5 separate regions of the Mus musculus genome follow, and all the other regions are linked to region 1. The links are chromatin contacts, called in public promoter capture Hi-C maps. All regions are on one chromosome and are shown on one strand. Each heading gives the region's core, a stretch centred on a gene start, on an enhancer-like site or on the middle of the called end of the contact. The rest is flanking DNA. Distances are from core to core; before and after follow the strand shown.

Region 1 (2,749 bases), core at 100-2,599:
TGGCCCAATAGGAACACAATAAAGCCCTTTTTAGTTGTTACATCTGATGAAGTAACAAACAGTGCAATTAAGCTGCATTTTAAACAGTATCCCCAAACTATAATTAGACTCATTTCAACAGGCAGTATGAAATGGAGACTTTCCATTCTTTTCTTAGGAGGTCATTAAAATCCACGTGTACTTTACAGCAGAGATTGCAAAACCACCCTTAAAGTCAGGCTTGCCAAACTGCATGAGCACCAGGAATAAATCCTTGTGGAGTGAGAAGGCAAGAGAACTTGGAACTCAGTTGTTTAGTCCCAGAAGGGTGGCCAGCTCTGTGTCTTCAATCGTTTACCTGGTCTGGACAAATCCTGATACCAGAGCAAGAGCAGAGCTCTCTAGGGAAGGAGGTGATAACTTGTTTTATTTATTTATTTATTTATTTATTTATTTTTGGGCGGACATACTGCAACCCACAACTTCTCCATGAAAAGATAATCTGGTTATAACGAAACATATCTACACAAAATGAGGTTTCTTATAGTAGCTTTAAAAGATTTGTGTTAGTGTGTGTTTGTGTGAGTGTGGCCCCCACAGAGGCCAGAAGTACTGGATCGCTTGGAGCTGGGGAAGACAGGCTGTTGTGAGTCACACGGTCTAAGCGCTGGAGCATAACAAGGTTCCCTGGAAGAGGAGTAACGGCTCTTAACGATTTAGTCATCTTTCCTCAAAAGCAGAAAAAAGGAAAGAGGCCAAGTGCAAATGAATGTTTGCTAGAACTCGGGGTACGGCTCGATCCACCCTCAGAAACAAACAAAACAGACAGACAGACGTGCCCCAGTAAGGAGCAAAGCCCTTGTGGAGCCTACGTTGAAAATCAGGATTCTTCAGAGTGACTGGGGTCAGCGGCTCTGAAGGATTCTCAGATGTGATGGCAGCTTAGGCGGCCCCTGCTCTCCCCTCGGTCCCCACTGATTTCCCCAGCCACCCCGGGCGAGCAGCTTGATTCTCCCGCCGCTTAGCGCTGCGGTTGCCATGGCAACGCAGTCAGCTGCGAAGGAGCGCGGAGCCCATCGGGCGGTGCCATCTTCCCTTGCCCCGTACCCTCGGGGACACCCTGGCGTCCGTCTTGCTCCTCCCAGAGACCCACATCCCTATCCCGAGCCGGCTGCGGACATCCAAGGAGCCGAGAGTACGGAGAGCCGCAGGCGCTTAGCGACGGCAAGCCCAGCCTCTCGCCGAATCCCGCGGAGCGCGGAATATCGCGAGACCTGGAGCGCCGTGCCTTCCGCCCCTCTTGACGCTCTTCCGCGGCGCTGCGGCGCGTCACTTCCTCCCGACCGGGCCGGCGGCGCGCGCCTTACATCCGGTTCCCGCCGCGGCTTGCAGTTGTCTTTCTGCGGAATCCGGATCATGGCGGCTAACGCCACGATGGCGACGTCTGGCTCGGCGCGGAAGCGGCTGCTCAAAGAGGAGGACATGACCAAAGTGGAGTTCGAGACGAGCGAGGAGGTGGACGTGACCCCCACGTTCGACACCATGGGCCTGCGAGAGGACCTGCTGCGCGGCATCTACGCCTACGGTGGGGCGCGGGCCTCGAGGCGGGGGAGGTTGGGGGCCGGGCCCCGGTAGGACGGGGTTAGGCCCGGCGGCGACGAGCGGCTCCGCCCCAGAGCTCCGGCCTGCTCCCCCGGGGCTGCAGTCAGCCAGGCTCTTCAGTGGCTCGTGTAGCGAGCGGATCGCCATGTGTGTCCCCCGAGGTGCCCCGAGCTTTGATGGGGAAGTCGCGGCTCTAAGTCTGGTGGGTTCTCGCCTTAGGGAGTTTAAAGCTTTCTAGGGAGGCGAAAAACACGAAGCCAAAGTGCTTCAGGCGGTGGGAATTGGGAAAACAAGAGAATGAGCAGCTGGGTAGAGTAGGTAGATTGGTAGGGGACAGTTAAAAGAGCCGAGAGAGAGCTCCCAGAGGCGTTCATAATCACCAGGGTGACCCTGGCTTCTCGAAGCCATGGCCAGACCTGTGCCAGGAACAGAAAAAGAACCCCCTGTCATGTTTTAAACGCCTGGGTAAAGATTTTGAGATTCATTCCTAAATACCGCTGGAAGCCACTGCAGGGCTCTAAGCAAAATTGACAGGATCGGGCTTACAGTTTGAAAGTTTATCTTGGTGTCTGGATTTGGAGTTAGAAGAGGAGGCGGGGGTGATGGCCGGACTGTAGAAGAGAGATGCTGATGTTGTCGTTGAGTTGGAGCTGGATTTTTTTTTTTTTTTTTTTTTTTTGAGTGAATGGTCGGTCATGCTGCTGGTGTGTGTTTAGGAGCATTTAAGGGAGGCCAAATGAGCTTTGTCTTTTTGTTTCTGTCCTTTTCTTTTTTCCTTTTTTTTTTTGAGACTTTCTCTTTGGAGCCCTGGCCGTCCTGGAATTCTTTGTAGACCAGGCTGGCCTCAAACTCAGAGATTCCCTGCCTCTGCCTCCCAGATGGTGGGGTTAAAGGTGTGCCACACCAAGCCAGGATTGTTGTTGTTGTTGTTGTTTTGAGGTAGGGTCTCTACCTAGCCCTAGCTGCCCTGGAACTCACTAGACCAGGAAGATTGGTCCCTCCCATTTTTAATGATACCCAGCTTGGGTTTTCGGTAATCCCAGATGTAGGCAAGTTGGCAGCCAAGAATAGCATTACAAGTCCTGTGTTGAGCTGGCAAGTGTCACTAGCTACATCTTAAAAGAGTGTAAAAATAAACTACAACAAGCCAGTCTCACAGCTTTAATCC
Region 2 (2,749 bases), core at 97-2,596, 2.6 Mb after region 1:
GTCAACCAGACACATAGATGCAGTGGCACACGCATATACAAAAGAAACAGAACCCACTCACTGAACGTCAGTTTACTTAGCAGTTGAGTGAGGAACAATTTTGTATTCACCAATGTTAAATGCAGCTTGTGAGAGTGCTGAGTAAGGAGGACCACGCCCTCCTCTGGACAATCAATCCCCAACAACCTCTAACCCCACCCCCACCCCAAACCTAACAACCAACCCTTCCCAGCTACCACAACCCCTGCGACTCTATGAAGCTCTTACCAGGCGCAGGCATCCTGAAGGCCCTTGTGCACCACCACGCCTTTCCATGATGCTTCCTGGAGACAACACCTCCGTCTGAAGGAGTAATAAAGAGATCCCACTTCATTCTAACAGAAGCAACCTTACTGTGGTCATTCTCAAAACAGACCTCAAAACGTCGAGCCTCAGTAAACCATGACTCTTCACAAAAGTGTCATTTCAGACAGGGATAACTTAAATCATCCTCAGCTCAACCAGCAAGAGGCCCCCCAAACCCCCCAGTGCCAACCCAACTCATTTTTGGAAATCCGGTTCTGGCAACCACGTTGAGTTGCAGAACGACACTCTATAGCCCCAAATTACACCGGCACAGACCCTCTTCTGGACTTGTTTGGAACCCTTACCGACACGGGCTGCAGAGGGCTCAACGCGCATTCTTCTGGCTGAACTTGAGAACTATGTCTGAGGCAGATGCCCACCATCTACCTATGCCTTCTGACGGGTGGACCACACCGAGCCCGTTGGCTTTCAGGGATCCAGCCATTACTTCTGAGACGGAACCTGCATCTTGTCTCCCGAGTGCCAAAAGGCAATGCCTTCGGGGAAGGAGAAGTTATGCCGCGTTAGAGCTAACGGCTTTCAGTTTTCAATCCCGTTCATGACAATCTGTAGTTAGCAGGAGTCACTCGTGTTCACTTAAGGCCACCACCCTCAATGGAGACCCCAGGGAAGACAGAGCTGAGCACATGGCTGGCTTTGGGTCACAGAGAGAAGACCGCTCCCCGCCCCAAGAGAAGGGAGATCGAAGACCAAAAAGGGCTTCATCCCGTCCGCATCAAACGTCTCGCAGTCTGGGGAGCATTTCCTTAGACAGCATCTCAGACCTCCTAAGGCCCACAATAGCAAAGGAAAGGGCTGATCGTCGACACGTCACCTCCGGAGAGAGCAAGCGTGTCGACGGTATGTGTAGGAAAAACCTCATCTTCCCTTTTCCACAACTTACCATCACCCAAAGCTTAGGCCTTTCAGGGAGAACACCACAGACCCGCGCGGCCATAACTTCCAAACACGCGGCAGAGGACCTCGGAAAGGACGAGATCGCGCTTGCGCGCAGTCTTCCCGTTTTCCCTCCCCTCCGCAAGTCTCGCCGGAACTCTCGCGATGTCGAGAATGGTTTGATGGGAAATGTAGTTCTAAATCTACCGTTGCCAAGAATGGGTCGTCTCACCTCACATTGAGTGAAGAGAAAGGGGTAAGATGGTGGCAGCCACCAGGGGCAGCAGAGGGTTCGGGGTAAGGAGCTTGGACTGTGAACTTCGGCGGTCCCCCGCTAAGTCTGGGGAGGTGGAGAATGTTCGAGGGTTCAGGGACCGTTGAGGAAACTGAGGCTCGTTAATTGTGCTGCAGATTTTTATCTGGGGTGGAGAAATGTCACTTGGCTTAGTTCCTTAGTGAAGTCCAGGGAGAGTCCCAGGGAATGGGCAGAAGCTTTTAAGATGGGGGCGAGAGCGGGTTCCGGCGGCAGGGGGCACTCGAGAGCTGCAGGGGCGACCGTCAGTAGCAGCAGCAGCAGCCCCAGGTATTCGCCTGCCTGTGGCACTGTTCTCACAGGGAAGATACAATGAAATCGGCGCTGAGGACTAGCCGGTATAAGTTGGAGATAAAAACCATTTTAATAGAGGGGTTTAGTGTGAGGATTAGGAGAAAGAGAAGCGCTCAAGAAGAATGCATACCCAGGGTGGGAACTGGCTCAAGGAGAGTTGCAATTGATTGTGTTAGCCATGTATAATTCTAGTAGCTCGTGAGTTACATCTTAAAAGGTTGCTAGGAGACACCCCCTCCCCACTTTCTTGCTATCTTGGTAAGTGAAATAAGTGTGCTGGCCCCAGAGAAGCGTTGGATGGAACTGTAGGCACAAGTCGCTAGGGGTTGCATGGGGGTGGGGGTGGTGTAATTGGTGAGGGTCGCTGAAAAATTGTAGTTTAATATCTGGGAAGGGCAAAAGGGCCTTCAGCAGTTGGTAATTATGCCAGAATTCTTGTTTCTCTGTTGGCAAGAGACTTGACAGGATTCCTGAATGAGGGACCCTCTTCCTCTATCGTGGGCGTGTTTTCCATGTCTTTCGATCCTGCCTCGTTCGTTTAGAGTATCATTTTGCATGGGGCATCTTGACTTCATTTTTAAATAGGACAAAATGGCAAGGCAGGGCCAGAACTTATACCTATTTACAAGCTAGTTTAAATTTACAAGATCTAGAGCCTTTTATTCACAACCCTCGCCCGGTCCTCCAGTCCTCCTCAAATGGAACTCTGTAGCATTTAGCCTGTATCATCTTTTTAATGTGGAAATCTGTTACTCACTCTTAATGACCATATCCGTGTATATTTCTCTCCTTTAATTTAATTGTGAGTCCTTTTGGGGGGAGGGAACTCTCTTAATATTTTTTTTATTCCCTCATAGTGCTGGGCTTAGTGTTGGGCTGTGTCTTTCTCACAGAATGTCC
Region 3 (2,749 bases), core at 156-2,655, 2.4 Mb after region 1:
GCAGAAGATATACTCGAGATGGGGAAACAGATAATCAACTGTACCCACAAGCCACCCAAGCACTAAATACAGAGTTTAACATTCACAAAAATTAAAGTAACTATGGTCCATACTCAAATTGCAAGCCGCATCTGAGTATTAAACGAAAGTGTTTAACACCACGTAAACGCGAAATATCTGATACACAAAATTAAGAAAACGAGAAAGGGTAGGCTGAAAAACAGGAGGTGCAATCTTGGCGTGGTAGCGGACATAAACGTTTATTGTCACAGCTGGAATGCATTCAGACGGGCATTCAAAGGAAGGAGTACAGATTCCAACTCACCGCCACATTTCCACAAGTCTGAAAGGCGGTGAACATAAACATAAAGGCAACTCCTAAAATAACGATGTTGAAAAGCTTTTTAGACTCCGGGGACATTTTGGCTCCGCTTGCTCAGAGGCCAGCAGCGGCCCAGGACAGTCACCTCTTCTCCTCCAGTCGAACCCCCTGACAGCCCTGAGGGAAGAAACCAGATGAGAGAACCACGAAGCCAGACTGCCGATTTCCAATCTTGGGATGGGAATCGTGGGTTTAAGGGAAATCTCTCCCCACCGGTACAGTCGGGACCCTCCGGGGACGCGACCGAGTGCAGAGGAGACCCGGGGTCTACCCGCCGCAACTCCAGTTGCAGGGAACGGGATCCGGGGCAAGGACGAGCAGTAGCAGCTGCTGGGGCCCGCCCTCCCGGCCTGACTCACAGCAGATCACGAGACCGGTCAGCTGACCAGAGTCTGGTCGCAGCGCCCGCCGGGAAATGTAGTCCCGGCGCCCCGTGGGGGGAGGGGAGGGTACGGCCGCACGCTGTGGCTAGCGCGTACTTTAGGTCTACACTACCCGTCCCTTCGTAGAGAGCAAAGGCCCCGAGAAGTGAAACCAAGGCAGCGAGCCTCAGTCAGGAGCGGCGGGAGAGGGGAACGTGAGGTGGCCCCGGGACACAGAGAGGCAAAAGAGAGCGCAAGAACCGGCTCTGACAGGCGGGACTGAAGGCTGGGCGGAACGGCGCGTGGAGCCCGGGCATTGGCGTGGGGAAGGGGCGGGGCTCTGGTGGGGCGCGCTTCCTCTTTCTCCCTCCATAGAGCCTCGTTCTTCCCCTTCCCCGCGCTCTCGCGGACGCACCCACGGTAGAGCATTTGGCGGGCTTTCTAACTGCCTTCTCTGGCTGCTCCCCCGCCCCACCGCAGTGACTGCGCGCTTTCCGCCCGCCCGCCGCGCGGTGCGCAGGCGCACCTGGGAGGGGCGGGGCGCGCGGCGGCGACGTTACGCAACACGGCCGAATGGGCCAATCAGGAGATTCATTTCCGGGTGGCGCGGGCGCCATTTTGTAAGGGTGGGTATAAATGCGCGCTGGGGCCCGCCCGCTCGCTTAGTTGCTGCTCAGGCGTCCGTCAGGTTCGGGTGCTCTGCGGCGGCCTTGCGGCTCCCTCCCTACCCACGAGGACTGTAGCTACCGAGCGCCTGACGGAGCTGCGTTTCCGGAGAGCGAGGGCCTGTCCGGGGCGTTAGGGTCTCGGCGCCGCTTCGCAGCCATGAGCTACGGCCGCCCGCCTCCCGATGTGGAGGGCATGACCTCCCTCAAGGTGGACAACCTGACCTACCGCACCTCGCCCGACACCCTGAGGCGCGTCTTCGAGAAATACGGGCGCGTCGGCGACGTGTACATTCCGCGGGACCGCTACACCAAGGAGTCCCGGGGCTTCGCCTTCGTCCGGTTCCACGACAAGCGCGACGCCGAAGACGCCATGGACGCCATGGACGGGGCGGTGCTCGACGGCCGCGAGCTGCGGGTGCAGATGGCGCGCTACGGCCGCCCGCCCGACTCGCACCACAGCCGCCGGGGCCCGCCACCCCGTCGGTACGGCGGCGGCGGCTACGGGCGGCGGAGCCGCAGGTGAGCGGGGCCCGGGGCGGAGCGGGAGGCGGACGGGCACAAAGGTACGCGGAGCACGTGGAGCCAGCCCCTCCCTCGCGGCCGGGGTGGCAGCAGGGCCGGGCCACTCCGTGCGAGACCCCGCCTCGCGGCAAGGGAAATGGCGCCTGGCAGCCAGATAATGGCGGCGGGGCGGGCGGGGCGGGACCGGCGGCCTGCAAGCTCACCCTGTCGCTTCGTTCACGTCCCACTCGCAGCCCTCGGCGACGCCGGCGCAGCCGATCTCGAAGCCGGAGTCGGTCCAGGTCGCGAAGCCGCTCCCGCTACAGCCGCTCCAAGTCTCGGTCCCGCACTCGCTCGCGCTCCAGATCAACCTCCAAGTCCAGATCTGCCCGAAGATCCAAGTCCAAGTCCTCCTCCGTCTCCAGATCCCGCTCGAGGTCAAGGTCCAGGTCGCGATCGAGAAGCCCTCCGCCCGTGTCGAAGCGAGAGTCCAAGTCTAGGTCGCGGTCCAAGAGCCCACCCAAGTCTCCAGAAGAAGAGGGAGCAGTTTCTTCCTAAGAAAATGGTAATGTCTGCGGGAATCTGAGACACGCCCTAACTCCCGTGGGGTATGGAGTAGGTTTTTTGAGCCTTGTTAGCATAAAGACTCCTGGTGTTAAGAGTACTACTGCTCTGAAGTTACTCAGCTTTGGGAGTGATGCTGAAGAGGGGTCTGCAGAGAGGATTGTGTAAAGCTTAGATAGTAATGGCTGTTTCATGCTGTTTGAGACCTATTAATGAAAATGACTATTTCTTGCTGTTTTTATCCAACGTCTGCATTTTCCCCCTTTAAAGCT
Region 4 (2,749 bases), core at 175-2,674, 2.2 Mb after region 1:
GATTCCTCTTGTCATGGTTTTTCCGGAAGTATGCCACACCCAGGACCTTCAAAATGGTGACCACTGGCCCCATGTGGCTACTCAAAATGCAAACGCCCAGTCCTTCAACCACACTGAAGAGACAACCTAGTGGGGCCCACGGTCGCTCAGGTGAGTCCTGGGGAACGATTTCTGTTTGTTTGGGTTGTACTGGTGTCTTGTCCAGTGACGTCTGGAGTCACAACTGTATGCATCTTTGTTTAAGCTCCACGTGGGTGGGACAGACACCCAGGAGTAGAAGACTTCCTAGCATGCATATAGCCTTGAGCTTTATCCGTACATCCCATAAACCACGTGTGCTCGAGGATGCCGGTCATCCAGGCGGCTACCAGAGGCAGAGGAAGGAGGATTAGAAGTTCAAAGGCTGCCCTCAGCTACTTAATGAGTAAAGGCCAGCCTGGGCTAAGTGAGACCCTATCTCAGAGCGGGGTGGTGCAGTTGCTGGAGAGATGGCTCAGCATTGAAGCTGAACACTTGTTGCCCTCTTAAAGGACCTGGGTTCAGTTCCCAGCATCCACACCGGGGCTGACAATACTCTATAATGCCACTTCTGGGAAATCTGGTACCCTCTTGTGACCCCTTGGGGGCACCAGGCAAACATCCACACTCTAAAATAAAATAAAATAATGAATACGTCTTTTTTCTCTTTTTTATCTAAAGTGAGGGGCTTGAGTAATGGTCAAATATTTGCTTTTGGAGGACTGTGCTCAGTCCCCACAGCTTCAGCAGGGCTCCTGTTTGCAGTATCATACATGACCACCAAACTGCTGCTAGGATGTCCACACCTGTTACTGCAAATTCTAACCCCAGGGAAGAGGTTCCTCCTCCTCTGGGATTTTACTTTAGGTCAAGGTCGGGCTGTCTGGTACGGGGCTGCACCCACCTCGGGCGGGTACAGCCACACAGGAGCCTTTTCCCAGACCGTCGGCCTCAGGTCACCGTCCCACCCCCAAGGATTGACATACCTGGGCCAACCAAGCTCAAGTCACTGGAAACGCTCCTCGGGAGGAAGGAGCTTGTGCGTGCTTCCGTCTAGTCGTTGGGGGATGTGGTTCATTTCCTGGGTGGGGAAATAAAAAGACAATTTAATACAATTCTGTGTAAGCGGACGAACCCGTGCGGCGCCTGCAACACAGAAGCAGCCAGTGCCCCGCCGATGGCGGCCCGGGCCTAGGGCCTTCCTACAACTCCAGCCCATCCCGCGATCGCGTGCCGGCCCGGGGTCAGCCTCCTCCCATGGGAGTCCCGGGAGAGGTTTCTGAATCCCACGATCGCCTTCGGGAGGCTCCACGGCGCCCCCGAGCCACGCTGCGCAGGATGCATCCCCTCTGCACGGAGCACGCGAGTTCTCCTCCCCGGCGGAACCAGCTCTGCAAATGCACTTCCGGCCGGAACTGAAGATTTACCATCGAGACGGCCGCTAGAAGGTCGCTCTGGCCTTCGGGTCATCCAGGTCGGCCTTAAAGGGGCCGCGTTCTAGACGCGGTTAGAGCGGCCAGAGTTCCACGCGGCGGTGGGACCTCGTCTACAGGGGCGCAAGCGGGAGGGACTCCCTACTCTTGGGCGGCAGGAGCTAGCCTAGCCACTGACCCTTTATCAATCACGCAGCCCTGTGCAGACCAAAAAGTTGACTTTCCCGAGCCCAGTCAGCCCTGTTGTGGCAAAGGCAGTTGAAACCCAGCTGGTTCTGTTGCAAACCTGTGTGTGACCTTCCATCACAGTATAAACCCATAGGTGGTATCAACTGATACCCGTTGACGTCAGCACCCTCTTGATCCAAAGGCTTCCCAAAATCGCACCTCTGACCTGACCGCCGCAGGACTGTATCTAGAATCATGCCTTCAGCAGAGACCTCCCGAGGAACATGACACCGTGGTCCAGCAAAGGGTTAGTTAGATCTGTGATGTGGCATCTCTGGGCTAAGACCTCCAACCTCCAAAGTGGCATCCAAGTCCTGCATGCAGGTCCAGGTTTCAATCATCCCAAGGTATCCCAGGGGCCAATGGGAAATCCCACGAAAAAAAATTGATCAATAATGCCAGGGCCAAGTCGGTGCTATGTAGTAATTTCCTCCGAAACATCTCACCCGGAGGGAAGCTTGAGAAAGTGCGATCCGGATAGTCCTTAAGACTCTAAGACTCGGAAAATAAGTGACAAGTCTCAAAAAATTCCTAAAGCTTACCAGATTCACAAGGCCCCGCCCTCCTTAATGAGGAGAGACCCTCCGAACTTGTGGAATTAGCCCCAAATCATGCAGAGAGCTCCAGTTTCCAGCTCTCCTGAGCTGTCACTCATGCTGGGCTAGGCTCTTAGTAATGTGAGTGTCTTTGGGCTATCCGTGCTCCTGTGAGTAACCCCAGAAAACTGGCCACTTCATGGGGGCGGGAGGGGCATTTGGTGTCATTGTTACTTTGGTCTGTCATTTAGTAAACAAGGTGGTCTCATCTCCCTAGGGAAAGTGTCACACAGCCATTACCCCTACAGCTGTGGCTCCTTCTAACTGGAATCAAGATCATCTTCAGGTCAGCTAGAGGCGCGGGGAAAGGCAAGGAGAGGGTGCACTCTGTATTTTCAGTAAATGAAGAAAATGACACACGAACCTCATTGAGATGAATGAAGGGTTTTTGCATGTTTCACTGTAATGTGAATCCAACCACTGAATACAGACTCCCCCTTTGAAGGCTATTTTATTTATTTATTGAGATGAGTC
Region 5 (2,749 bases), core at 108-2,607, 2.1 Mb before region 1:
CTCTCATGTGGCTCCTGGTAAGTGTCAGAGGTTTGTTAGAGCTGTGGCCAGACATTTCCCTAGAGATGAAGCCCTTGTCACTCCTTGCCAACAAAAAAACAAAAACCAAAAACCAAAACAAAGCCACCACAACATTCTGGCGTTATAAAGGCTCAAGTATAGGTCTCTCTTCTGGTCCTGCTGCTTAGGAAGCTAGACCCTATGAGAGATTAAACAACAGGAAAACTGAAATAAGATAAAGCTTGGATACCCTAAGTTTTTATTAGTGATTTACAATGTCTTAACATTTTTTGAGTCTCCAGATACATAATAACAATGTCCTTAGAGAAGCAGGAGTGTAGCCATCTGAGCCACTGAAGGCCTGAAGCTGGGGTCATCCAGCCCTGTGGAGATGAGGTGAATAGATATCCAGAGAGGCAGGTGAGTGTGTAAGCCAGTGAAACCCGAAGGAACAAGGCCTCCTTGACAGTGGCCAACTATCAAGACATCCTGCCAGGACCTTCACAGCCACCTTATTGTTGTGCAAATGTTCTCACAGATGGTGAGACCGTTTAGGGCTTGAACATTCATGCCTCAGCTGCCCTTTCTTAGGTTCATAACTAGAGAGATGAAAGGACAGTCCCTGAAGTGGTTTCCCCTCCCCTCTTCAGTGCTGATGGGATGAATGGTGGGCTGTGTGGGACTAGGGTCCTTCTGCTTAAGCTTCTTGAATCCTAAGACGCTACAAGTCTTCATTTGGGGGAAAGGATGGTAAACAGGTAAGGGGAGAAGCCAGTGAGGAGAGAGGGAACCAGAGAATGAATTGTAGTAGAGAGGAGAAAGCACCAGCTTCCAGAGCCATCCCAGACCCCTGTAAACAGAGCACCCCAAACAACAGTCGCGAGGTCTGGGGATCTTTTCTGTGAGGTTATGTCCTATTATGTCTCTTTGGAAATTTGTGTCTGTGAGAGGACGTGTCAGATGGTTGGGAAAGCTCGGGAAGAAATAGGGGATAGTCTGTCTGTGTTTGTCTCTCGGGGAAAATGCAGGTACCATTACACGAAGGCTGCTTCTGGTCGAACACGATGTGTATCGTGGGAACGCGGTGAGGGTTTCAGGAGACTGTGTTGTGGGCAGGAGCGTTGGCGCAGTCTCTTCTCTGCCCTGTCCTTGGTCCCATCAGTCCTGCCCTGCTTGTGTGAGTGCGGGGCACCCAGCTCTCTCCGCAGCTTCCCCTCGGCTGCGTCCTGCCCCGCCCCTTATGGACGCGCCCGGCGAGCCCTCGCCACCTACTTCCCGCCACCTACTTCCCTGCAGTGGACGCGTCTGTCCCTCGGCGCTTGCTGGTTGCGCGCACGCGCGCCCACAGATCCGCGCGCACTGATGACGCAGCACTGACGACACACGCACGACGCAAGTCCCCAGGACCCTGGCTTCCGGCCGCGGCGGCCCTAGCGCCGCGCGACCGGAGAGATCGCCTGGTTGCGAGCGGTATGCGGTGCTGAGGAGCCACAGTCCCTACGACGGCGCCATGAACCTCCTGCCGTGTAACCCTCACGGCAACGGGCTGCTGTACGCCGGCTTCAACCAGGACCACGGTGAGACCCCGGGCCCAGCTCCGTGGTAACACCCCAGCCCTTCCGGGAGACCCCGACCCAACGCTACCGCGACCGCAGGGCCCCGGAGCTGTCGCGAGCGTCCCCCGGACCCTAACCGGAGACTCGGTCGCGCCCTGAGAGCTCAGACTCTGGCGGCTCTTTCAGGAAATCTCCGAACCGCTCTGTAGGGAGGACCCCCCCCCCCCGCGGTCCTTTCCAGCCCGGGCACCCATAGCGGGGAGAAACACCCACCCCACCCCACCCCTCCGCGCGCTGCCGCCGCCCGGGTCGGCGGGCAGTGCCACTTTTTTACCGGGTACCTAAGAACCCGCAGGCTTACTGCTGGGCGTCAGGGTCTCCAGCGCTTACGTTGCCAGCGGGTGGCGTAGCGGGACCTGCCCGTCGCGGGGCGGCAGTTTGTCGTGGTTCTTGCGGCTGGCACCTTCGTGGAGTGTAGGTTCTTCGCCTTGATGTCTTAGCTGTACGCCTCTCCCTCCCCTCTGGTATTTTCTTCTGTTCTGTAGGATGAAAGGACTTACATGATTTGCGTTCCCGTGACTGCCTCTTGCCTCTTGAGTTTGGGGTCTTGGAGAAGGTATTCTTGCTTCCAAGATAATGGGCGGGAACCCCTCTTAGTGGGGATTATATCCCCGAGACGCTTTTTCTGCGTAACCCTCACTGTCCTGGAACTCACTCTGTTGACCCTGTCTCTGCCTCCCGGGGTGCTGAGATTAAAGGAGTGTGCCACTATGTCAGCTAACTTCCCTTTTCTAAATCTCCTCAAGGGAAAAGGGTAAAGGCTGATACTCTGGGCTTCTAAGAGTTATAACATCTTAGCTTTCCGTATGTAAAATTTCGAGGTGCTGTAGCAAATGTATGACTTACTGTCTTGGAAAGTGAACTTAACTTGATTTTTGTTATTGTTGGGACTGGATCTTGCTCTCCTGTTCAAGCTTATCTTAAGCTGTGCTCCAGGAATCTTCCCTTCACAGTCCCTGGAGCAAGTGGGATTGCATGCTCACTCTATTGCCCCTGGCTAAGAAGATGAGTTTTTTTGATTTTTATGTTTATTTTTATTTTTGAGACAATTGGCACTGTGTATCTCTGGCTGTCCTGGAACTCCCTAAACCTCCTTAAAAATGTTCACCACCTGGCTGTTTTTATTTTTGAGG

The links. Promoter capture Hi-C pulls out the DNA fragments that hold promoters and counts their contacts.
Region 2: a promoter capture Hi-C map of pre-B cells shows a contact between it and region 1, with 5 times the contacts expected there. The contact joins the promoter of Snhg16 here to the promoter of Eif4a3 in region 1.
Region 3: a promoter capture Hi-C map of pre-B cells shows a contact between it and region 1, with 4 times the contacts expected there. The contact joins the promoter of Srsf2 here to the promoter of Eif4a3 in region 1. A contact is called at or near these places in 2 of 39 promoter capture datasets (erythroid cells and pre-B cells) and 1 of 115 datasets of contacts at active chromatin or transcription factors (astrocytes).
Region 4: a promoter capture Hi-C map of pre-B cells shows a contact between it and region 1, with 2.0 times the contacts expected there. The contact joins the promoter of Snhg20 here to the promoter of Eif4a3 in region 1. A contact is called at or near these places in 3 of 39 promoter capture datasets (liver, maxillary cranial neural crest and pre-B cells) and 1 of 484 Hi-C or Micro-C datasets (CD4 T cells).
Region 5: a promoter capture Hi-C map of pre-B cells shows a contact between it and region 1, with 5 times the contacts expected there. The contact joins the promoter of Wdr45b here to the promoter of Eif4a3 in region 1.

What each region holds. Positions count from the first base shown.
Region 1 is chr11:119,298,643-119,301,391 of GRCm38.p6, reverse strand. Eif4a3 (eukaryotic translation initiation factor 4A3) reads left to right here and starts at 1,349. Exons shown (of 12, transcript NM_138669.1): 1 at 1,349-1,564. The coding sequence starts at 1,396.
Region 2 is chr11:116,670,257-116,673,005 of GRCm38.p6, reverse strand. Snhg16 (small nucleolar RNA host gene 16) reads right to left here and starts at 1,346. Exons shown (of 5, transcript NR_027821.1): 1 at 1,250-1,346; 2 at 651-842; 3 at 268-342. It overlaps Snord1c (small nucleolar RNA, C/D box 1C), which reads right to left and starts at 501; the gene lies at 424-501.
Region 3 is chr11:116,851,750-116,854,498 of GRCm38.p6, reverse strand. It overlaps Srsf2 (serine and arginine-rich splicing factor 2), which reads left to right and starts at 1,405. Exons shown (of 3, transcript NM_011358.2): 1 at 1,405-1,931; 2 at 2,168-2,478. The coding sequence starts at 1,570. The coding sequence ends at 2,471. Mfsd11 (major facilitator superfamily domain containing 11) reads right to left here and starts at 499. Exons shown (of 13, transcript NM_178620.4): 1 at 326-499. The coding sequence starts at 421.
Region 4 is chr11:117,075,458-117,078,206 of GRCm38.p6, reverse strand. Snhg20 (small nucleolar RNA host gene 20) reads right to left here and starts at 1,424. Exons shown (of 2, transcript NR_027059.1): 1 at 1,005-1,424. Mir6516 (microRNA 6516) reads right to left here and starts at 859; the gene lies at 750-859.
Region 5 is chr11:121,353,055-121,355,803 of GRCm38.p6, reverse strand. Wdr45b (WD repeat domain 45B) reads left to right here and starts at 1,357. Exons shown (of 10, transcript NM_025793.3): 1 at 1,357-1,577. The coding sequence starts at 1,511.